Regions from separate parts of the Mus musculus genome. Here regions 2, 3, 4, 5, 6 and 7 are each linked to region 1. A link is a contact called in public HiChIP or PLAC-seq and promoter capture Hi-C data. All regions are on one chromosome and are shown on one strand. Each heading gives the region's core, a stretch centred on a gene start, on an enhancer-like site or on the middle of the called end of the contact. The rest is flanking DNA. Distances are from core to core; before and after follow the strand shown.

Region 1 (3,075 bases), core at 458-2,957:
TGCCCAAAGCAAAGACTGAAAAGGCCCGGCGCTTGAACAGACCTAGGCCAAGGGCAGCTAGGGGGGTGCGAGGTGGGGCCAGCGGGTCACCAGAGAGAGCTAAAGGTCTTAGCAAGGCGCCACAGGGTGTGAGGTGAAGGGTGACAGCGCCAAGGAGGAGCAAGGCACCCCGCCAGCCGAAAGTATCAAGGAGGAACTGCAAGGCAGGTGCCAGGAGCAGCGAGGATGCCCCATTACCGGTGAGCGCCAACCCTACCGCCAAGACCCGACGGCGGGAGAAGTACCGAGAGAGGGTACCCAGGGCTGGGGCAAACACCAGGGCCCAGCCAGAGCCTGCAAATGGATAGGACAGGATGAGGGTACAGGCATGGCTTTGCAAACATTCTTTAGCCCCTCTTCTCCTCTGCACGCTCACGCGGACACACACACACACACCGCCTTGTACAGTCCCCTATCCTATAAGAAGTTCCTGTCCCCATTATCACCCCTTAAACATACAGCCACCCCACTCTTCTTACCAGCGAGGAGGCCCAGGCCGAGGTAGAGGTGCAGGAGGCTTCGGGCGAAAGCCGAGAAGACCAAGCCAAGCGAGGTTAGGACTCCCCCAACCATCACCACGGGGCGTGCCCCCCAGCGAGTGCTCAGGGCGCTGCCCACTGGGCCTAGAAGGGGGCGGAGTCAACGAAGACATGCCCCGGGACCCCCAAACTATCCGAAACATTTCTCATTGGCTGTTTTGCCTGGCCTGGTAACTCCTCCCATTGACCTCAAGACCCACTCTTCTAGAATTTGGTTCCACCAGTAACTCTCAGGTTGTCTGGTAATCAAGTCTGCTGTCTCCCATCACTACATCCACGGCCTCTCCACCCGGTGCCCGCCTCCCACCTCGGGGGGCCCCCCTCACTGGCTGCCTGCTGCACGGCCAAGGCCAGGGCGCTGACCCACGCAGTGTCCTGGGCGCTTCGTTCAAAGTGCTCCGCGAGGTCGGGGAGGGCAAGGCCCAGGGAGCGTAAGAGCCCGTAGGAGAGCCCGTTCACGGCGAATGCTGCGGCCGCCACCACCCAGCCCCAGCCCCCGTCCGGGGGTCCGGCCGGCTTGGGGGTCATCGCCGTCTGCTGGGGTGGGGAAACACCTGTGAATGAAGTCTCCACGCCTGGGCCTCCGCTAGGGAGCTGACGTCCCTGAGATCCAGCCTCGGGCTGCTCGCCCAGGGAGGGCACGTCGCCCGGAGCATGGGCGCGGGAACCAGGCCTAGGGATAGAAGTCCTAGGTGCGCGTGAGGTCCTGGGATGGAGGGGCAGCAGGATCCCCCAGGCCAGGGGCTCATCCTTCCCAAACCCTCTTTCTCTTACCCGACCTCTCCCGGCGTTGGGGGTAGGGAAAGGGCGAAGGTGGGTTCGGCCGGATTTTCTCCGCGCTTTCCGCAGAAAGGGTTCTGCGGAGCAGCTAGCCAGCACAGAGATGGAGCCCAACTTGGACCGCTCTCTCCAGTAAACAGAGATCACCACAGGGGCCCAAGCCACCTGGGACACGGGGTGGGGGTGGGGGTGAATACCGAGGGCGGGGGAAAGAGAGACAGCCAATCCACCCAGGCCTGGCTAAGGCCTGACGCCGAGTCCCACGAGGATTGAATTATCCACACACGAGCCCCAGCCCTGGTTGGGGAACCGCGAGGAGTGAGCGTACCTGGTGGCCGCGCCCCGCCTCTCCCCGCGCCTCTCACGCCGCGGGGCTCACACCCACGCACCTGCTGCGCACGCAAGAAGAGCCCGGTTGCACTCTTCGCCCGGCCAACTGCCCACGCATGAAAATAGCAGTGGTCTCCAAAACCTAAATGAGTTCTTGGATTCTCGGATTTGTTGTTGAGGATCCTGTAAAGCTCCAACATCAAATCACTCAAATCACTGGCCTCCAATGGACAACACCAGCATGCCCTCACTAGAAAGGAAGGCGAGTTCTCGGTACCAAGACCTGTGATGTTCCAGGCAGTCTTTACATACTTGGCCATTTCATCCTTACAATATCCCTATGAAGATGGCACTATCCCCATTTTACAAATGTAATAGCTGACCCCTAACCCACCCCAAAGCGTTCAGCTAAAAAAAAAAAAAAAATTGAACTTAGGTTTATACTATCGTGGGAGGATACAGGGAGAACAGACCTAGGAGTGACACAGAGATTGGGGACAGTTGAGGGAAAGAGCTTGGAGAGACAGATTGATGTGAACTGTAGTGGAAAGGACAGAATTCATGCAGAGCCACAGTGTGAGGGTGGCTGGGAATAGCTGAAAGGCTTGGGCAAGATTTTTTTTTTTTTAAGGAAGAATTCAGAGAAATAAACCCAGGTGTTTTTCTTGAAGATTTTAACGAGCAACCTTCTTTAGCAGTCACTATTGCTTTACTTCCGCCATTTGATTCATTTGGTTTAATCATTAAACAATGCCATTGAAATTTCAGCGATTTGCAGGTTGGAGCTTATATCAACCCGTAGCCACGGGATGGCGGTGTTTCCTAATTGATGAGAAAGTATCAGCCTAGAAAGGGAAGAAACGTAGCTGAGAAGTCGTGAAACTGGAAGACTAAAGAGAGTAGACAGACTTTCAGAAGCACATCACTGTGTTTGGGGAAGGCCTCACAACCATTAAAGGAGAGCCAGGCTACCTTCCCATCCCACACTCCCACCCCAGGGAATCAGCGTCCTCCCTCCTCAGTAAGTCTACCCTTTTCTCAGTTCTGGGTTTTCACATAAATGGTTTTTCTGCTGAAATGTCCTAGAACAGAAGACCATGAAGGTGTGAGGCCCTGCCACAGACACCTTAGGAAAGTGGCCTCACTGCATTCACCAGCCAGGAGCTGTCTGTGAAAGCCACCGGAGTGGTGGCGCCTGCAGGTACTCAGCCACCAAGGAGGCAGGGAACAGCTGGCTGGTTTCTTGAGAAGGCCAGTAAGAAGTCTGCTCTCTGTAAGTGGAACCCGGCCAGCCCAAAGGAATGGCTCTCTCCGTGATGAAATAGAAATACAGCCAGAGAGGAGACTATTTCTGGGTTGTACCAAATAATGCTGTGTACTTTGGCAG
Region 2 (2,874 bases), core at 160-2,659, 420 kb after region 1:
GAGTAAGTTCTAGACCTACCCTTCCACTTTCTCTAGCAATTAAAGGATGAGCTATGGGTAGAACTCAGCTATGATTAATTAAAAACTGATTGGCTCTGAGCTGTGCTTGGTGGCACACACCTGTAATTCAGCACCCGGGAGGCTGAATCAGACAGATCCTGAGTTGGAGGCCATCCTGGGCTACAATAGCAAAACCCTGTCTCAAAAGCCAATACACACACACACATACACACACACACACACACACACACACAGAGAGAGAGAGAGAGAAAGAGAGAGAGAGAGAGAGAGAGAGAGAGAACTAATCAGTACTGAACGGATCAAGAACCACTTCTTGCTTTTCCTAAATAATTTTCTAAAAATAGTCCCTCCAGAATACTAACCTTACTTTTACATGGTTTCTAGTTTCAGCATTCCAACTAGGGTTCTGCCAGGGAGACAAGAGTCTGGGGAAAGATACAGGAATTCTGGAAGAATATACCTGGCTCCTAGAAGGGAAGCTGAGAGGGAGAAAATGCCATGGTATGATTGAACCTGTGTCTGAACACTTAGCTACCTCAGCAGGAATTCCTTCCAGATCCCTTTTAAAGCTGAGGACTTTCGTTCTGATATGGTATGCTGCATCTGTGAGGTAAAGGAGAGGAGGAGAATCAGGAAATAAAAGGCTAGCCTGGGCTACCTAGTGAGGTCAGGGCCAGCCTAGGCTATGTGAGACCCTGTCTCAAACAACAGGAAGCTAAGGTCTACAATGAGAATAACTCTAGAATTAAAAAGGACAAATAGGGACACAGCCTTGACTCCCCCTCACAGCAGAGAGACCCCCAACTCAGCAATAAGTTCAACTTCTCCGAGCCCTCTACAGGTCAGGCTTAGGAAACGAGGAGCCTCTTGGGCTCCCAGACCTCATATGTATCCCCAGAGCTTCTAACTAAATAGAATTTACTTTACTTTACAGCTTTTAAACCTCAGGTGGGTTCTAAGTACCCAAAAAGGACCTGAAAAACGGAGAAAGCCATGGGGAACCTCTAGTAAAATAGGAGGTAGATTCTGAGTCTAGCAGATGTAGGTGGAAACGTCTATTGAGGTCCTAAGGGAGGGGCTAGTGCTCAAAGACAGGTCACTTTTCCTCAGGCCCTTTTACTTCTGGCTTGTTGCAAGAGATGCCCCCCTCCCTCATACAAACCCCGCTCAGGCTCCGCCCATCTCCTGGCACTGCTCTCAGGGGACGGGGTCTCCACTTCATGCTTTCTGTAATTAAAGATGATTTATACAACCGGAGTGTTATCTGACATTTGTGAGTGGAGGGCGACTGCAGTTGCTCCGGGCGGGACCAAGTCCCGAGGGCGGGGCGGGTGGGCTGGCGTCTGGTCCCCCGACAACAGGTGCACATTCCTGGGCGCCTCGTCACTTCCCCTGGCCTGAGGCCGCTATCCGGACAAACTTCACTGAGCGAAAGAGGCAGGGCCATGGCCTTAGGGGCGCTGCTTCTGCTTCTAGGGGTACTCGGGACGCCCCTCGCCCCAGGTAAGTCAGTTTGGGTCTCCAAGAGGCAGTGATGAGCAATGGTCACGGCCAGCCCCGGGAGCGTCACTTAGTGCTTTCCTTCGTCAGGCGCCCGCGGGTCGGAAGCCGAAGGCCAACTGATTAAGAAACTTTTCTCCAACTATGATAGCTCGGTGAGGCCGGCGCGGGAGGTGGGAGACCGCGTCGGGGTCAGCATCGGCCTCACCCTGGCGCAACTCATCAGCCTGGTGAGAGCGGCACTGCGGGTGGAGTCGCTGGGCAGGACCGACTGGGGGCGTGGCTTTAGACGCTGCCCAGAAGATCGACAGCCTGGGGGCGGGCGGGTTATGCTAAGAGGCAGACAAGCCTTTGGCGGTGATTGGGTAAAAATCAGACCAATGAACTAGTTCATGGGCGAGGCCTCTATGATAGGTACAGAATACTGTTCTGCTAACTCGCCTGTGGGCGGGTTTTGAGGCGGAGCTGGGGCAGAAGGACCTGCTACCGGGAGGACCTCGAGGCGGGGCTGTGTAATATTCTAGCAAAGTCCAGCAGAGCTTGGTACCTAAGCAGTCAATAAACAACTCTGAGCGGAGATTCAGAGTTGTATCCATTAGACGCCGGGCGTGGCCCGTGACTTAACCTCGACGTAAAAGAAAGGAAAGCAGGCACCAAGGCTGGTGTTTCGAGATTGATATGAGATGGAGTTTGCACCCAAGAAGGTGCAATTTAGAGAAAGGGACTAGAGATTCCATGGAGAAAGTAACTCACCGAACCCTCGTTTCCACCCACTTCATTTCACTTCTGCCTTTTAACTTTTCCATTCTAGAACGAGAAGGATGAAGAAATGAGCACAAAGGTGTACTTAGACCTGGTATGGAGACCTCGTGGGTTAGGGAAAGGCACCCTGTTTCCTTTATATTAATCTCCTGGAGTCCTCATCCCAGTAAGATTTTTTTTTAATAGTAACTCACAACGTACACATATAATAACTGAAACAGAATTTTCGATCAACAAATTTAAGATACAAGTTTGGGGATCACTAATTTGAATTCCCATCCTTGAAAGATCCTGAACTGCATGCAGGTTGAACATCACTTTAGGGTGGCTAGTTCAATCTCTTCAGTTATTTCTTAAATTATTCTATTTTTATTTTATGTGAATGGGTGTTTTGCTTGCATATGTCTGTGAAGCACATGCATAACTGGTGTCCGTGGAAGCCAGAAGAGGGCCCCTGTTCTCCTGGAACTAGAGTTACAGATGTTTGGGCCTTCCACGTAGGTGCTCGGAATCTATTTTGGGTCCTCTGGAAGAGTAGCCAGTGCCCTTAACCAATGAGGTATCTCTTTAGGCCCCTTCTTCGGTTTGAGA
Region 3 (2,812 bases), core at 77-2,576, 510 kb after region 1:
CACAAATGTAGGCATCCAGTGGCCATGGCCAAGCTGGGTTTACCTGAAAGGGGGGCTGGAAATGAAAAAGGGGGGGGGTTAGGGGGAGAAGAATGAAACCAAAACAAGGTACTGATCAAGGCTACAAGTTTAGTATTCAGCACTGCCTTTGTATAGGGCAAGCCCACACACCCCATCCTCCATTTCAGCTGGATTATGTTGCAAAGCAAGGTCTGTGGGCAGTCTATTCTTCTAAATTCCTGTGGGGAATTACACAGGCAACCCAGGCAGGTGACTCCACCTAAGGCACGTACAGCCAAGGCAGGTGACACCACTAAGGTAGATAAGGTCCATTGTGGCCAGCACTCGAGGTCTGTTCAGTCTGCTCAAGGCTGGGAAGGCCACACACAAATAATTCTTCACCTTAAAACAACAACAACAAAAACAAGCCAGGGGCAGTGGTGACACACGCCTTTAGTCCCAGCACTCAGGAGGCAGAGGCAGGCAGATTTCTGAGTTCGAGGCCAGCCTGGTCTACAGAGTGAGTTCCAAGACAGCCAGGGCTATACAGAGAAACCCTGTCTGGAAAAACCAAAATAATAATAATAGTGATGATGATGATGATGTTATGGTTGGGGTCACCACAGCATGAGGGTGTATTAAAGGGTCTCTACAATGACCCATACAGGAAGTCTTCCCAGCGCCAAAAGCCAGTGGAGGGCAGAATCCAGGTGCTATAGTCTGTATCTTAAATGCCTTCCAAACATCTGTCCCAGCGTGCGGTGCTACTAGGAGGTGGGTGGTGAGGCCTGTGGGAGAGAAGGCCTGTGGGAGAGAAGGCCTGTGGGAGAAAAATCCTGAAGGGATTGTGGGGATCCTGATTCCCATTTAAAAACAGGCGGGAGTTACCTCCTCCCATGATGCTCTGCTTTCCATGGCCTGAAGGAGCCCAGATACTAGGGATTAAAACCTCTGAATTCTAAAATAGAAACAAACTTTGCTTCCTTAAGACTGATTTACTGTAGGAAAGCTAATCAACAAAGCAGGCGCCTCGCCTCATTGCCTAGCCCACTGCTACACAAAGGGTTAACAGCTGGCTGGTCCACCACTCAGGATGTTCATGGGGTTTGTTGCAGTTATTTATTTATTTATTTATTTATCTAGGGACAGGGTTTCTTTGTGTAGCCCTGGCTATCCAGGAACTCACTCTGTGAACTGACCTCAAACTCACAGACATCTGCCTCCCTCTGCTGGGATTAAAGTCCTAACACTGCCAAGGAGCACTTTCAGGTAACTGTTCCTGAGTTTGCAGGGCAGTTGGCTCCTACTGCCTGCTCTCTTGCTTGGAGGGAGGACAGATGGTGTGACACATCAGAGCTAAAACAGAAGTGAGTCAAGTTGCAGCTCAGGGCCAAGCCCAAAGAAGGTGCCAAGGGCCAGGAGCCAAGCCAGACCAATCACATTAGCCTCGGAGCCAACACAGCAGGTTGCCAACATAGTCAGGTGCTGAGGCTGGCTAGGAAGGACGACCGACCGGCTCAGCCTTAACCTGAGGGCAGCTACAGACTGAATGGTGAAGAGGGAGGAAGACAGAGGGCTGACTGTGGGGAGCTATACCAACCTAAGACTTCCTCAGAGGGAACTTTAGTTCGGTGTCCTTGTCCAGGTGTGGACTTGGTAAGGCTCACACTGATTCTGGGGCCCATGTCTTAGATGGGTAGGGGGTTCTGTTTCTGGAAACCCAACTTTCCCCCCTGGACTGTGGTCTTCAGTCCTGAGGCAGCTGAATCCGGTGTCCTCTTTGCCAACATTATCAAACTTTGCTTTCTGCTGACCTTGGCCACTCTGCCTCCACCCTGAACATGCTTCCCCCTGCAAATACTTTGTACCATGCTGTGCTTCTTAGTAAACAAGCAAGAAAAGGGACAAAGAGAGAGAGAGAGAGAGAGAGTCAGCACATGTCAGCAGTAGAGCACTTGCCTATCATGAACCAGGTTTTTTGTTGTTGTCGTTGTTCTGTTTTTTGTTTTTTTGTTTTTTGTTTCTTTCGAGACAGGGTTTCTCTGTATAGCCCTGGCTGTCCTGGAACTCACTCTGTAGACCAGGCTGACCTCGAACTCAGAAATCCGCCTGCTTCTGCCTCCCTAGTGCTGGGATTAAAGGTGTGCACCACCATGCCCGGCTGTGGTGGGGTTTGGTTTCTGGAAATGGAAAAAACCTCAAAAAAAAAAAAAAAAAAGCCAGGTGTGGTGGCGCACGCCTTTAATCCCAGCACTAAGGAGGCAGAGGCAGGCGGATTTCTGAGTTCGAGGCCATCTACAGAGTGAGTTCCAGGACAGCCAGGGCTATACAGAGAAACTCTGTCTCGAAAAACCAAAAAAAAAAAAAAAAAGTCTTACTGTGTGCCATGTACAAGCTGGGCCAGGAGAGATATGGACCTTAAGATAAACAGTCTTGGAGCTGGAGAGATAGCTCAGCAGTTAAGAGGTCCTGAGTTCAATTCCCAGCAACCACATGGTGGCTCACAACCATTTGTAATAAGAGCTGATGCCCTCTTCTGGAATGTCTGAAGACAGCTACAGTGTACTCACATATAATAAATAAATAAATCTTTTTTTTTTCTTTTCTTTTCTTTTCTTTTTTTTTTTTTTTTTTTTTTTTTTCGAGACAGAGTTTCTCTGTATAGCCCTGGCTGTCCTGGAACTCACTTTGTAGACCAGGCTGGCCTCGAACTCAGAGATCCACCTGCCTCTGCCTCCCGAGTGCTGGGATTAAAGGCGTGGGCTGCCACGCCCAGCTAAATAAATCTTAAAAAAAAAAAGATTAACAGTAT
Region 4 (2,917 bases), core at 5-2,504, 320 kb after region 1:
GTGTGAAAAACACTTTTACACAGTGGGCCACTTTGCTGGTCCCAAAACCTAGGGTCTTGAAAAGGCCCAACCTTGCAGCAGAATGTCCATGTCTGATAGAATCAGCATACTGTACATTTATTAACACCATCTTTGAGGCAGGGTGTACTGGCTGGTTTTGTGTGTCAACTTGACACAAGCTGGAGTTATCACACAGAAAGGAGCCTCCCTTGAGGAAATGCCTCCATGAGATCTGGAGAATCCATGTAAGGTATTTTCTCAATTAGTGATCAAGGGGGTAATGGCCCATTGTGGGTAGTGTCATCCTGGGCTGGTAGTCCTGGGTTCCATAAGAAACCAAGCTGAGGGGTTGGGGAGATGGCTCAGTGGTTAAGAGCACTGTCTGTTCTTCCAGAGGTCCTGAGTTCAATTCCCAGCAACCACATGGTGGCTCACAGCCATCTGTAATGGCATCTGACACCTTCTTCTGTTGTGTCTGAAGGCAGCTACAGTGTACTTATATATAATAAATAAATTTTAAAAAGAAAGAAAGAAGGAAACCAAGCTGAGCAAGCCAGGGGAAGCAAGCCAGTAAGTAACATCCCTCCATGGCCTCTGCATCAGCTCCTGCTTCCTGACCTGCTTGAGTTTTAGTCCTGACTTCCTTTGGTGATGAATAGCAGTGTGGAAGTGTAAGCTGAACAAACCCTTTCCTCCCCAATTTGCTTTTGTGCAAGAATTGAAACCCTGACAAAGACACAGGATTTCTCTGTGTAGACCTGGCTGTCCTGGAGCTCACTCTGGACCAGCTGGCCTCAGACTCAGAGATCCACCCACTGAGTGCTTGGATGAAAGGCGTGCGCTGCCCCTCGCTTTTTTGTCTCCCAGATGAGGGAACTGAAGGGTCAGAGAACTTGTTCAGTGTCACACTGGTTTTTGTGTAGACAGGGTCTCGCTGTGTAGCCCTGGCAGGCCTGTGACTTGCTCTGTAGATCACACTGGCCTTGATCTCACAGAGATCTGCCTGTCTCTGCTGTAATTAAAGGCATGTAGCACTATGCCCAACTAATCACACAAAGTCTTAAGTGACAGAGACAGATTTGACTCTAGACCATCATTTCCCCCTCAAAAAATTTATTCACCAATGGAGAAAGCAGCAGAGAAAGACCAGTGTCCCAGATGGAAGGTGACAGCAGGCAGTCTCTGGGGGAGGGACTGTGGTTTCTGTGATCTCAGCACCCCCCTCCGCCCAGGCCCCACCCCTACCCCTCCCAGAGCTGCCTAGAAGTGGTGGGGTTAGAGCTCCTCCTGGGTTACCCCGTTCCCTTTGGGGAAAGAATTCCAGACCCAGGCTCTTCCTACCAGAGGATTCTTCTCCATTAATACCCCTCTTGGGGGGTGGGGAGTGCATCTGCCTACATCCCCACCTACCTGACCTCCAGGGCCCCCCAGGCCCCCAAAGCAAGTCATCTGAGATGACGGTCAAGCTAGATTTTGAAGAATGTCTCAAGGACTCACCCCGCTTCCGGTAAGTGTGTGCAGGTCCATGAGACTAAGGAGGGGAAGGAAGGCCCAATAGGTCCCAACACCCACCCACCCACCCCCAGCATTCCCCAGGCAGGACCAACCTTAGAGCCTAGGCCACAGGGACCAGAGGGAACTGGTGGGACCTAGTGCCTCTACCACTCAAGCCAGGCTCTCAAATCAGGCATGGAACCCCAGCACTTGGGAGGCTGAGGCAGGAAGGTTGTTAAGTGTTCCAGGCTAACCTGGGCTACAGAGTAAAAAAAAAAAAAAAAAAAAAAAAAAAAAACCCTTTAATAACAGAACCTCCATGCTCTCCGAAGCTCACTTTACTCTGCCTTTCTGCCCCTTCTGGTCTTTATAATTGGCATTCCTCCTTCCTTCTCACGGCATCCCCTCCCCCAGCACCTGCCCCGGGGCGGTTAGCAACTTCCTGCCCTGGCCACATCCACCCTCCTACTCTTCCTGCTCTGGTCTGGGTTATTGAAGCTTAGAATGTGCACAGCAGCACAAGAGCAGAAACTGTCTGGACTCTGCTTGGTCTGTGCATACCCATCACCCCATGACGCCAACCCTGCCCCTGATGCTAAGCAGAGGCCCAGTGGACCTAAGTGCTGTCCATTCTTTCCCAGAGCCTCGATTGAACTGGTGGAAACTGAAGTGTCAGAATTGGAGACCCGCCTGGAAAAGGTGACCACGTCATGGAGAAAAGATGCAGAGTCAGATTAAAATAAAAGATTAGAATAAAATTAAAATAAAAGGTCAGGGAGATGGCGGGAGACTGGGAATGCGTTAGAGTCATTGAAAGTTAACTGTGCCTGGCACACACACACACACACAATTATATTTAAAATCTGGATGTTGCTGGGCGTGGTGGCGCACGCCTTTAATCCCAGCACTTGGGAGGCAGAGGCAGGCAGATTTTTGAGTTGGAGGCCAGCCTGGTCTACAAAGTGAGTTCCAGGATAGCCAGGGCTACACAGAGAAACCCTGTCTTGACCCCCCCACCCCAAAATCTGGATGTACTGGCTCATGCCTTTAATCCTAACACTGGTGAAGCTGAAACAGGCAGATCTCTGTGAGTTCTAGGCCAGCTAGGGCTAAAAAAAAAGCTGGGAATGGGGCTGCGTACCCAGATCCCAGCACTTGGGAGGCAGAGGCAGATGAATCTCTTGTGAGTTCTAAGATAGCTTGGTCTGTTTACATAGTAAGTTCTAGGACAGAAGAGAAACCCTGCCTGAAATACATACATATATGTGTGTGTGTGTGTGTGTGTGTGTGTGTGTGTGTGTATGTAAATTATTAACATATTAATATATACTTTTTGAGACAGGGTCACATGTAGTTCAGGCTAGCTTTGAATTTACCTGTAGTTGAGCCTGGTCTTGAATTCCCAATCCTCTGACCTCTATTT
Region 5 (2,800 bases), core at 298-2,797, 370 kb after region 1:
GCGCTCTTCACTGGTGCCAGCTGTCTTCTGACTGTTCAGACCCTCAACTAAACCGCCCCCACTCCTATTAAAGCCACAACTCTTTCTGCGCTGCTTACCATACACTGCCCACCAACCACCCCAAAACCTGCCATGCCCACCTCCTGAAGACCACAGGGGCAGCAGCTGCAGCCACAATGAAGTGGGCGGAGGAGCCGGAGCACCTCGCGGTCCCCAGGGTCCGCTAGGCGGATTCGAAATGGTCGGCGGGCACCACAGCACAGGCGGGCACAACAGTTGCTCTCTTCAGCTGCCTGACCCAGTTGCTGTCCGGTTCCGGAGCGAAGTTCATACATATTACAGGTCTCCCAGCCTAGGAACGCTGGGAAGGGCAACACGCTGAGGCTCGGGGGCCACCTGCCCAGAAGCTAACCACTGCCATAAAGATCATGAAGCCCATCTTGCTCCATCCATCTCCTACTCACTTTCCACTCGTTCAGCCTTCTGATGAATCAAGATTTGATCAATCTGTAAAGAGTTAAGAGCAGCGTTGACCTTATCCGTCACCTCGAACTTCAGTTCTCCTCCCAGCCATCCTCTCTCTCACTCACCTGCACTAGGAATTCGAGGCCAGGAGGCACCCCTGGCAATGGCACGAAAGGAGCAGGAGGCCCTGGAGCCACTGGGCCTGGCGAGGGGAAGAGAGCGAAGCCGGGAGCAGGGGCAGGCACCTGGGTGGGCACTGGAGCTTGTCCCGGTCCAGGATGCAGAGCCACCGGCTCTGGATACCCAGATGGCACGGGGTAGGGAGGTGGGGGTGAAGGGGCATAGCCTTTGGGGGGCAAGTAGCCTGTAGGGGAGCAGGAGTAGATTAGAAAGTTATCTGTGGACTCTTCTTTCACAGCCCAAGGACCAGGAGCACCCGCGGAAAACGTAAGAAGAGGCAGAGAATGATGGGGCGGAGGGGCAGGGCGGTGGCTCCCCAGGAGGAAGGGAGGGCCCCACGCAGCCAGTCTGAGCACATTCCTGGAGAATGTGTTCGACACCCGGCACCCAATTTCGTGGGGGCAGGGGGGAATAATGGAGACCCCAACCTAGCGTCAACGTACCTGCCATGGGAATCAGGAGGGGAGTCTTGGGCTTTTGGCGTAGGGGAGACTTAGTTCTGGAGTGGGACAAGCTCGGGAACAGCTAGACAGACACAGAAACAAAGACGGACAGGCAGAGGCGAAGAGGTAGCTGCGCCCAGTACGGGCCCAGGGTCTCTAGGGCGGCACCTAAGACTCGGGGAGAAACCGAAAGTGTCAGCGGGCGGGGCGGGGTACCTAGGACCCTGAATTTTCTTAGGGGCCCCAGGACCGCCCCCTCCCTTTGTTCTCCCATTTTTTCTACGGAGATGGCTGTTGGCAGACGGCAGGGCAGATGGTCCTGAGGTCAGACAGATGACCTGACCCCGAGGAAAGTCTCCTTAACCCCTCTATGGTCCGGCTCACCTGAAGCCCCCAGAATAAGTCGGGGGGCCACGCACTCCGGGGCTCACAGGCGCTGGTGGAGGCGGGCCCAGATCTGACCCCACCCCCGGGTCGCCTAAGTCCCGCCCCCCAGTCCGGGCGGGGCGACTGCGCAGAAAGCAGGCGCTTCTCCTCCCCCGGGGCCGCGGACCTTGGACCTTGTGCGCTTTGTTCACCGTGGTTCCGCCCCTTCCGCTCCGACTGCAGAGGCTTGGAGACCTGGCCTGTTGGAGGGTGATTGCGGCCCTATCCCCAGCAGCAAGACCCTCGCCTTTTCCGCGGGTTGCTGCTCTGCCTCCCCACCGCGTGGCTGCTCCGGTCCCCGGGATCCTCCTCCCAAGGGCGGGGCGGGCCTCGCTGACGCAGCGGAACACCATTCACACTCATTCCTTGCCTCCCAGACTTGGCTCGGTGTTCTTCTCAGGGCGACCTCGCTGTGTTCTCCCCCTGTCACAGCGTTGACCCACTCAGTCACCTCTCAGTTCAGGCACGCCCATTACACGCGTGACAGACTTTCAAAAGGTAACAGTAATGAATGTGCATGAGGTAAGGCTCAGGGAAAGACACTTGAACAGAACAGGCCCTCCATTCCCCAGTATGGAGGCAAAACATGCAATCCCAGCGTTTGGGAAAGGAGAGGCAAGAGGAGAGTCACAAGTATGAGGCCAGTCTGTTTTACATAGTTCCAGACCAAGTCAGGGCTACAATAGGGAGACTCTCTCAAAAGACTCCTTTCCTCAAAAGAAGATAGCATAGTATCTGGGCAGGTGTGGAGGATCGCGAGTTCCAGGTCAGCTTGGGAGTGACCTGGGTCACTAGGGGAGATATTAAAGAAACAAAGCCGAAACTAGCCCATCACTTGTGCCTGGGTCTTAACTTCCTATCAATTGTATATTAGTGCTTGGGGTGCAGACTAGGGATTCTTAGAATTCTAGTTTTTATTGTACAGCCTAAACTGAGAACTACTGTGTCAGAACAACCCAGGAGGCTGTGGGCAGGCCAAGGTAAGGGAGAGGTTCTTACAGAAATCTGGTCCTACTGTGGTGGATTGCACCAGAGACCAGGGCAGTGAGGCAGTGTTGATGTGTATATGAGGGAACATGACTTCATTATGCCTCAGAGATAGGATGTAAGGAGAAAATTGCAAGTTGAGTCATGCTAGGCCTCTGAGACCCTTCTGCACAGCACAGACCCCTCCTCCCCCTTGCCTTGCTGTGCTATGTCATTTACTGCCTGCCCGTGCAATCCCTGGCTTCATATATCTTGGTCTCTCTGTTGACCTTTCACCTCTAAGATCCCGTTCCTTTGGG
Region 6 (2,838 bases), core at 233-2,732, 490 kb before region 1:
AAGGAAAGAGAGACTCAGAGATATTGAGAAGACAGAGAGTGAGGGCTCTGGGGCCAAAGCACAAACTGGAAACCCAGAAGACAGACAGGTAAGAGGAGACAAAAAAACCCAGTCATAAAACTGGAATCTGTAATTCTTCTCCAGGGTCGGCAATTCTCACATAGAGCTGACAACCCCCACACGAGGCAGGGCCACTACTGATTGGCAAAGTCCAAGGGCTAGTGGAACAGCCTGTAACAAGGACTCACAGGGCCTGCTGGTGATCCCCAAACCCCTTGCCCAGCCCCCAGTACTTCCTCCTCAGGATCCAGGACAATGGGCAGGGGAGGGTGGGGTCATCCTGTATGCATAATATCAACACCCCCCCCAGGACTCCTCGCAGGGAGACCCAGAATACCTGTATCTTCAGGGGGGGGGCTACACCCAAGGAGGGGGGCTTCATGAAAGGAAAGCCAAGGGAAAAGGAAACAGGTTGGTCCTAACCCAACCTGGGGCTAGTGCTATGGCGTCCACTAGCCTGGGGAAAGTGCCAGGCTGCAGCCTAGGAATGTGGGTGATCCGGGTGCCCACACCCTAGGAGGAGAGTCTAAGCAGCCCACGCCCACGGATAGCAGGGTGAAGACTTCAAAAAGAAAAAGAAAAAAAGAAAGAGATCAACGATGCTGCACTCCCACCTGTAGCCCCCAAAGACCGCCAATTTCTGTCATGCTATTTGGGCCTCACCTCCCCAGCCTTCCTAGGCAGAGCAGGGGAGGAGTGAAGGGGCTGGTTTATCCCACCACAGGAAGGGAGTAGCCGAAATCACAGAGACTGGCTCAGGAAGACTAGTCCTGACCCCCAAAACCCTAACTAGGGGAGGGAAGGGCACCAGGGTGGACAGGCAATATGACTCGTCCGAAGCTAAGAAAACAAGGAATTGGGTGGCAAGAATAGGGTACAGCGGGGTAAAGATATAGGGAGTAGGTGCAGGGTCTGCAGGTCCTGCTTTAAAGGCGCACTGGGGAGGAGGCTAGGTGGGGCAGACCGACTCCAAAGGGGGTCTCGGGTCACCTGCACCTTGCCCACTGGCAGGTCTCCAACAAGCCCCCGCCTGTCCTCTCTGGGCGGCCATGAGTTCCTGGTCCTCCAGTCCAGCCAACCGACGGCTGCCCGGGGCCTGGCACCTCTCTGCGCCTCCGCGGGATAAATAGCACATGATCCGAGCTCTCGCGCCTAGCCCGCTTGGCCGGGTCGTGCAATCGGGACCTCGGAACTCCGGCTCCCCGCCCCACAGCGCATTCCTCCGCGGGCGTCCCCTCCCTGCCCCCCACCGGCTCTCACCTCGTCGCGGCAGGACTCCCCGGCGGAGAGCAAAGGGACAAACTTTCTGGGATGCCTAAGACCGGCGAGGGAGAGACCGGGGGCCAGTTCGGGGCTGCCCCCGCCCCTCGCCGGGTCCCCGGGCGGCGGGCGGCGGATCGCGCCCCGGGGGCGGCAGCAGAAGCGGCGCCAGCGGCCGGCGCCCGCCCGGGCAGCGCGAGCTGGGGCGGGAGCGAGGGGCGGGGGACGGACGGACGGGCGCGCGCGCGGACGGGCGAGCGGGCACGCGCTGTCCCGGGAAGGAGCCACCCGGGTCACTCTAGTTAAAGGGGCAGTGCACTCTGACAGTAGGGCTCGCCGGGCAGAGACAGGGAAACTGAGTTGCGGACACTAAGGGAAAGCAAATCACCAGAACGTGGGAAAACTAGCGCTCCTGAGGAGTCGGGAAAGGCGAGGTCGGACGCAGGAGGGGACTTAGGCCGGAGCCGCGCACGTCGTCGCCGTCAGAGGCGCGCCTAGGGGGCGGGGCTTAATGGCAGACCACGCCCAGGAGGCGGTCCCCCTCAGGCCCGGCCTTCAGGCGAGCCAGGCAAGTGGGGCGACCGGGCTCACTACGGAGCTGCTCCTTCCTGCCCGACCTGAGGTTCCAGAACTCGCTTCGCAGTTGCCTCAGGTGATGGGGCCAAATGCAGAGACGTCGCCGACATAGCCGCACGGACGCTCTCTTCTCAGATAGCCTTCTGGTTTGACTCCCGGACCGCCGCCTCAGCCCGTCAGCCCCAGTCAGCCCCAGTCAGCCCCTCAGGCTCAGGTGGCCTCTTAGGCCGCTGTTGCCTTCTCAGGGCCGGTGAAGGAGACCCCTGCCTGTCCAGCCTGGTTTGCCCATGTCCCTAAGCTCACCACCCCAGTTTTGCCTTCCTGCCTATTACCAAAGATTTGGCTATAGACCCCAGTCTTCCTGCCAGAGGTCGCCTTGGCCCCTTTAGACCTAGTTCTCCACCCCCCCACCCCCCACCCCCCCCCCCAGTAAGGCTACCCCAACACCAGGCTCCTCAGCCAGGGCGACACCTTTCAGATGCCCATCCACCCTCTTAGTTGTATCTTGCTGCCAAGGTCTTGACTATCCCCTGGTCAACTATCCATTCCGTCTGGCTGCCTTAAACCCCTTAGATCTAGGTCACCCACTCAGGCACAGCCATCCAAATTCCTCATTGCTCCTTTAGTTCTAGACCCCCTACGAATTCAGGATATCCATTTTTTAGATCTCACACTAAACAGCCCAACTCTCGACCATCTGCCACTTCAAGATACTCCTTTTGCTTTTAATCTTCCTCAACATTTCTCAGCTCAGTTTAGCTGCCCTTGATTTTGTTTTGTGATGGACTGGGTCTCTCTTTGTAACCCCTACCCCCAGGCTAGCCTTAAACACTCAACCCTGTGTTAGCTGCCTGAATGCTGGGGTCACAGGATTGCAAAACTATGCCTGGCTCACTCTTTGGATAACCTTTGCTTGTAACATTTTCTGATTTTGTCCTTTAT
Region 7 (2,871 bases), core at 247-2,746, 460 kb before region 1:
CTGACCTGGATTGCACTTAAGGTATTAGGCATGAGATCTGGGTGTGAGTAGTCTGATTCAGCCGTGGGTGGGTCAGAGAACGGGCTCTACATCAGCCTAATTGAAGGGTGACCTTCAGAGGTTTGGATTTCTGTCTCTCCATTTCAGCTCCTGTCCCCCCTCTCCTTCCCTGCAGTTTGCACTCTATAAGAAAATGACTCAGGCGGCCATCCTGATTCAGAGCAAGTTCCGAAGCTACTATGAACAGAAGCGGTTTCAGCAGAGCCGCCGAGCAGCGGTGCTTATCCAGCAGCACTACCGCTCCTACCGCCGCAGGCCGGGGCCTCCTCACCGGCCCTCAGGCCCCCTTCCTGCTCGAAACAAGTAGGGACCACCCCTTCCTGCCCCTATACAGCCCTCAGTTTACCTCTTTGTTAATGCCCACTACCTCTATCGGCCCTCCAGCCTTTCCCTACAATGGTCTTAAAGTGGGGACTCTTCTTTCCCACCAGGGGCACCTTTCTCACCAAGAAGCAAGACCAGGCAGCCCGGAAAATAATGAGGTTCCTGCGGCGCTGCCGACACAGGTTCTAACCCCATCCTTACCTCTCTGCCCTGACACCTTTTCTGATCCATCAGTCTCCTCTGACTTGGCTCTGTCTCTCCGCAGAATGAGGGAACTGAAGCAGAACCAGGAGCTGGAGGGGCTGCCCCAGCCAGGACTGGCCACCTGACCTCTCCAACGCCTTTCTTCAAAACCCTGGGAGCCCCTTCTGGCTGTCTAAACAAGGAGAGGGCTTTCGGGACTAGGGGAGCCCCCTGTCGGCAGCTCTTCACCCCTTCACCTTTTTGGGAGCCCTTCGTAGAACCCCCGCCCCCAGGCCTTACACGTTTCCTCCCTTCTGGTTGTGCCTCCTCTTTTGGTCTCCGGCTCCAGAAGACCCACGCCCCACATATCTGCATCTTCAGCTGTGACCTCCGGAGCCCTGCCTGCACCTTCTCCATATCCCCGTTCCTGCCTGCACCTGACTCGGACCTTCCTGACTTGCCTTATTTATTTGTTCGAGAGTCTCTGATGAATGTATCCGCCTCGGTCCCCACCGCTGCCTTCGCTGCGCGCGCCCTCGTGTTTCAGGGGTGACTGCCCCCACCTTGACTCCGCATGTTTGCGTCTGTTTCCTCCTTTCCTGGCCCTGTCTTCCCCATCACCCTGACTCTCTGGTCGCCCACGTAGGGGCCAAAGAGGAGGGGGTGTACATAGGATCGCGAGGCGGAGTCCCGCTCCCGTGGGGAGGGGTGTGTACATAACTGTAACATACAGAGTATAGTGAAGAATCTATTTAAGGCGCTGCGCGGCCGGGCGTCTGATTCCCTGGCGCGGCGGGAGCCCCCGGCTGGCTCCACGAGCACTTTCTACTTGTGCATGGGCTTGGTTTATACGAATTGCCATTAAACGTCTCTGCACCAGCTAGCCTCCGGCCTCTCTCTGCTGGGGGCGGGGTAGGAAGGTCGCCACGCAAGTCGCCGGCCTCATCTCGCTGCCTTAAGCGGGGCGGAGCAGCGCGGTTTTTCGCTTCCGACGTGTTTCCGGCCTTAAAGGCATTTCGTCCTTCCCTTTAAGACGCACCGCCCCCTCTCACTCATTCCCAAGATGGCGGACCTACTGGGCTCCATCCTGAGCTCCATGGAGAAACCACCCAGCCTCGGTGACCAGGAGAGTCGGCGCAAGGCCCGAGGTGAGGATCCCAGATTCACAACCGCGTATCTTCGCCCGATTCTTGGGACCACACTCTTCCCTCTTTGAATAATGCCACCTCCTACCCTAACAGACCCCCCACAGGCCACTTCTGAGACCCTCAGAGTCCCTAAAAGGCCTGTCGGCCCGCCCGCTGTCTTTTGCAAACAATGATTGGCTACCTCAGCCTGCCTTCTACCTCCAGTCTCTTCTTCCTATCCTCGCCTTTTACAGTCCTTGTTTGCGATTGGTCAACGGGCCTGCCTGTCTGCTGTTGGTGAGCTCTGATTAGTAGGATGCCTTTCTTCCGATTGGAGGATGTCGTATCCATCGCCTCGGTCCCGCGAATCTCCAGTTCTATTACGATTGAGTTTAGGGCACGCCCATCCACCCGTCTGTTCCCCTCTATTGGCTAGCTCAGCCAAAAGCTCTACCTTTAAAGTGTTACCTTTTCTGACCGACCTCAGCCTCAGCTCCTCCCATTGGTTGGCTGGATCCTCCTATCTTTATGCCCCTTCTTGAGTTGACCCAGTCCCTCATACCTTCCACCGCCCTTTCCTAACTATAGCCTTAAATTCCTGTGCTGCCCAACTAGATCGTGATGTTGATTGGAGAGATGAGAATGCCCCGCAGGCTCCGATTCGCCATCTCTCCTTCCCAGCCCCCGCGCTGAGTAGCTAACCAGAAAGCTCGCTGGGGTTTGGCAGCCAGGGTAGGGTGCGGCCCGAAGTGGCCTGCCCTGTATTGGCTTGGAGCGCATGTGAAGGACTTTATAGAAAGGATAGCCTTAGGTGCATCCAGCTCCCAACCACGTGAGCCTTGGTCGTGGATAAGTCTCCTACCCGCACCTACTACCCATCTGCTCAAAGGAGGCAAGACAGGATGCTTTCAGAATGTTCAAAGACTGTTAAATATCTGTACTCCCTTATTTACAAAACTTGTGAAGCCAAAGATGCTCATCAAGGAGATTATAGACCATGTCTGGGACGTTTATTAATGATCATACGGAATTTTAATAACCAATTAATATACATGTGTAGGAAAGATTAATTGGGAGTCCCAGGCTTGTCTGAAATGAGCCGAGCAACAAAGAATAGGTAACTCAGTAAAGGGAGTGCAGTCTGTTCGAAAGCTATGGGAAAGCAGAGCTTAATAGG

The links. Promoter capture Hi-C pulls out the DNA fragments that hold promoters and counts their contacts. HiChIP or PLAC-seq counts read pairs in DNA pulled down with a chosen protein or histone mark. Capture Hi-C pulls out chosen DNA fragments and counts their contacts.
Region 2: a FOXA1 HiChIP or PLAC-seq map of pancreatic cancer cells shows a contact between it and region 1. The contact joins the promoter of Chrnb1 here to the promoter of Slc16a11 in region 1. A contact is called at or near these places in 14 of 39 promoter capture datasets (the 3T3-L1 cell line, 3T3-L1-derived adipocytes, cranial neural crest and 10 more), 2 of 484 Hi-C or Micro-C datasets (both in embryonic stem cells), 2 of 115 datasets of contacts at active chromatin or transcription factors (bone marrow-derived macrophages and pancreatic cancer cells) and 3 of 9 other capture datasets (adipose tissue, liver and pancreatic islet).
Region 3: a contact with region 1 is called in a FOXA1 HiChIP or PLAC-seq map of pancreatic cancer cells. The contact joins the enhancer-like site here to the promoter of Slc16a11 in region 1. A contact is called at or near these places in 17 of 39 promoter capture datasets (the 3T3-L1 cell line, the C10 cell line, the HPC-7 cell line and 13 more), 2 of 484 Hi-C or Micro-C datasets (B cells and CD4 T cells), 4 of 115 datasets of contacts at active chromatin or transcription factors (embryonic forebrain, embryonic midbrain, embryonic stem cells and 1 more) and 1 of 9 other capture datasets (macrophages).
Region 4: a promoter capture Hi-C map of hematopoietic stem and progenitor cells shows a contact between it and region 1. The contact joins the promoter of Acap1 here to the promoter of Slc16a11 in region 1. A contact is called at or near these places in 16 of 39 promoter capture datasets (the 3T3-L1 cell line, 3T3-L1-derived adipocytes, the C10 cell line and 10 more), 16 of 484 Hi-C or Micro-C datasets (B cells, CD4 T cells, CD8 T cells and 8 more), 4 of 115 datasets of contacts at active chromatin or transcription factors (embryonic forebrain, extraembryonic endoderm stem cells, heart atrium and 1 more) and 2 of 9 other capture datasets (macrophages and pancreatic islet).
Region 5: a promoter capture Hi-C map of liver shows a contact between it and region 1. The contact joins the promoter of Plscr3 here to the promoter of Slc16a11 in region 1. A contact is called at or near these places in 15 of 39 promoter capture datasets (the 3T3-L1 cell line, 3T3-L1-derived adipocytes, the HPC-7 cell line and 9 more), 3 of 484 Hi-C or Micro-C datasets (embryonic stem cells and ventral hippocampal neurons), 6 of 115 datasets of contacts at active chromatin or transcription factors (embryonic forebrain, embryonic stem cells, large pre-B cells and 1 more) and 1 of 9 other capture datasets (liver).
Region 6: a FOXA1 HiChIP or PLAC-seq map of pancreatic cancer cells shows a contact between it and region 1. The contact joins the promoter of Kif1c here to the promoter of Slc16a11 in region 1. A contact is called at or near these places in 4 of 39 promoter capture datasets (the SN4741 cell line, hippocampal neurons, pre-B cells and 1 more), 2 of 115 datasets of contacts at active chromatin or transcription factors (embryonic stem cells and pancreatic cancer cells) and 1 of 9 other capture datasets (macrophages).
Region 7: a FOXA1 HiChIP or PLAC-seq map of pancreatic cancer cells shows a contact between it and region 1. The contact joins the promoter of Spag7 here to the promoter of Slc16a11 in region 1. A contact is called at or near these places in 15 of 39 promoter capture datasets (the 3T3-L1 cell line, the SN4741 cell line, cranial neural crest and 8 more), 2 of 484 Hi-C or Micro-C datasets (both in cortical neurons), 9 of 115 datasets of contacts at active chromatin or transcription factors (SST interneurons, embryonic hindbrain, embryonic midbrain and 6 more) and 1 of 9 other capture datasets (adipose tissue).

Annotation. Positions count from the first base shown.
Region 1 is chr11:70,212,542-70,215,616 of GRCm38.p6, reverse strand. It overlaps Slc16a11 (solute carrier family 16 (monocarboxylic acid transporters), member 11), which reads right to left and starts at 1,707. Exons shown (of 5, transcript NM_153081.3): 1 at 1,353-1,707; 2 at 905-1,115; 3 at 519-662; 4 at 1-333. The coding sequence starts at 1,106.
Region 2 is chr11:69,794,472-69,797,345 of GRCm38.p6, reverse strand. It overlaps Chrnb1 (cholinergic receptor, nicotinic, beta polypeptide 1 (muscle)), which reads left to right and starts at 1,409. Exons shown (of 11, transcript NM_009601.4): 1 at 1,409-1,524; 2 at 1,612-1,751; 3 at 2,333-2,377. The coding sequence starts at 1,467. It overlaps Fgf11 (fibroblast growth factor 11), which reads left to right. Exons shown (of 5, transcript NM_001362623.1): 5 at 1-1,278.
Region 3 is chr11:69,705,570-69,708,381 of GRCm38.p6, reverse strand. No RefSeq gene overlaps it. Among named protein-coding and RNA genes, the nearest start is that of Tnfsfm13, 11 kb to the right of the region's middle. Within about 2 kb of position 1,326, at least 81 of the 459 cell types and tissues checked have an H3K27ac peak or open chromatin away from gene starts, as enhancers often do. A contact at or near this core is called in embryonic stem cells, pancreatic cancer cells and stem cell-derived epiblast-like cells, where this site is marked.
Region 4 is chr11:69,893,876-69,896,792 of GRCm38.p6, reverse strand. Acap1 (ArfGAP with coiled-coil, ankyrin repeat and PH domains 1) reads left to right here and starts at 1,254. Exons shown (of 22, transcript NM_153788.3): 1 at 1,254-1,507; 2 at 2,136-2,193. The coding sequence starts at 1,455.
Region 5 is chr11:69,845,364-69,848,163 of GRCm38.p6, reverse strand. It overlaps Plscr3 (phospholipid scramblase 3), which reads right to left and starts at 1,547. Exons shown (of 8, transcript NM_023564.4): 1 at 1,473-1,547; 2 at 1,089-1,256; 3 at 591-829; 4 at 465-507; 5 at 141-361. The coding sequence starts at 1,095.
Region 6 is chr11:70,699,192-70,702,029 of GRCm38.p6, reverse strand. It overlaps Kif1c (kinesin family member 1C), which reads right to left and starts at 1,482. Exons shown (of 23, transcript NM_153103.2): 1 at 1,321-1,482. Inca1 (inhibitor of CDK, cyclin A1 interacting protein 1) reads left to right here and starts at 1,875. Exons shown (of 7, transcript NM_001252484.1): 1 at 1,875-1,972.
Region 7 is chr11:70,668,041-70,670,911 of GRCm38.p6, reverse strand. It overlaps Spag7 (sperm associated antigen 7), which reads left to right and starts at 1,496. Exons shown (of 7, transcript NM_172561.3): 1 at 1,496-1,715. The coding sequence starts at 1,631. It overlaps Camta2 (calmodulin binding transcription activator 2), which reads left to right. Exons shown (of 23, transcript NM_001190376.1): 20 at 1-21; 21 at 176-363; 22 at 492-566; 23 at 650-1,449. The coding sequence ends at 713.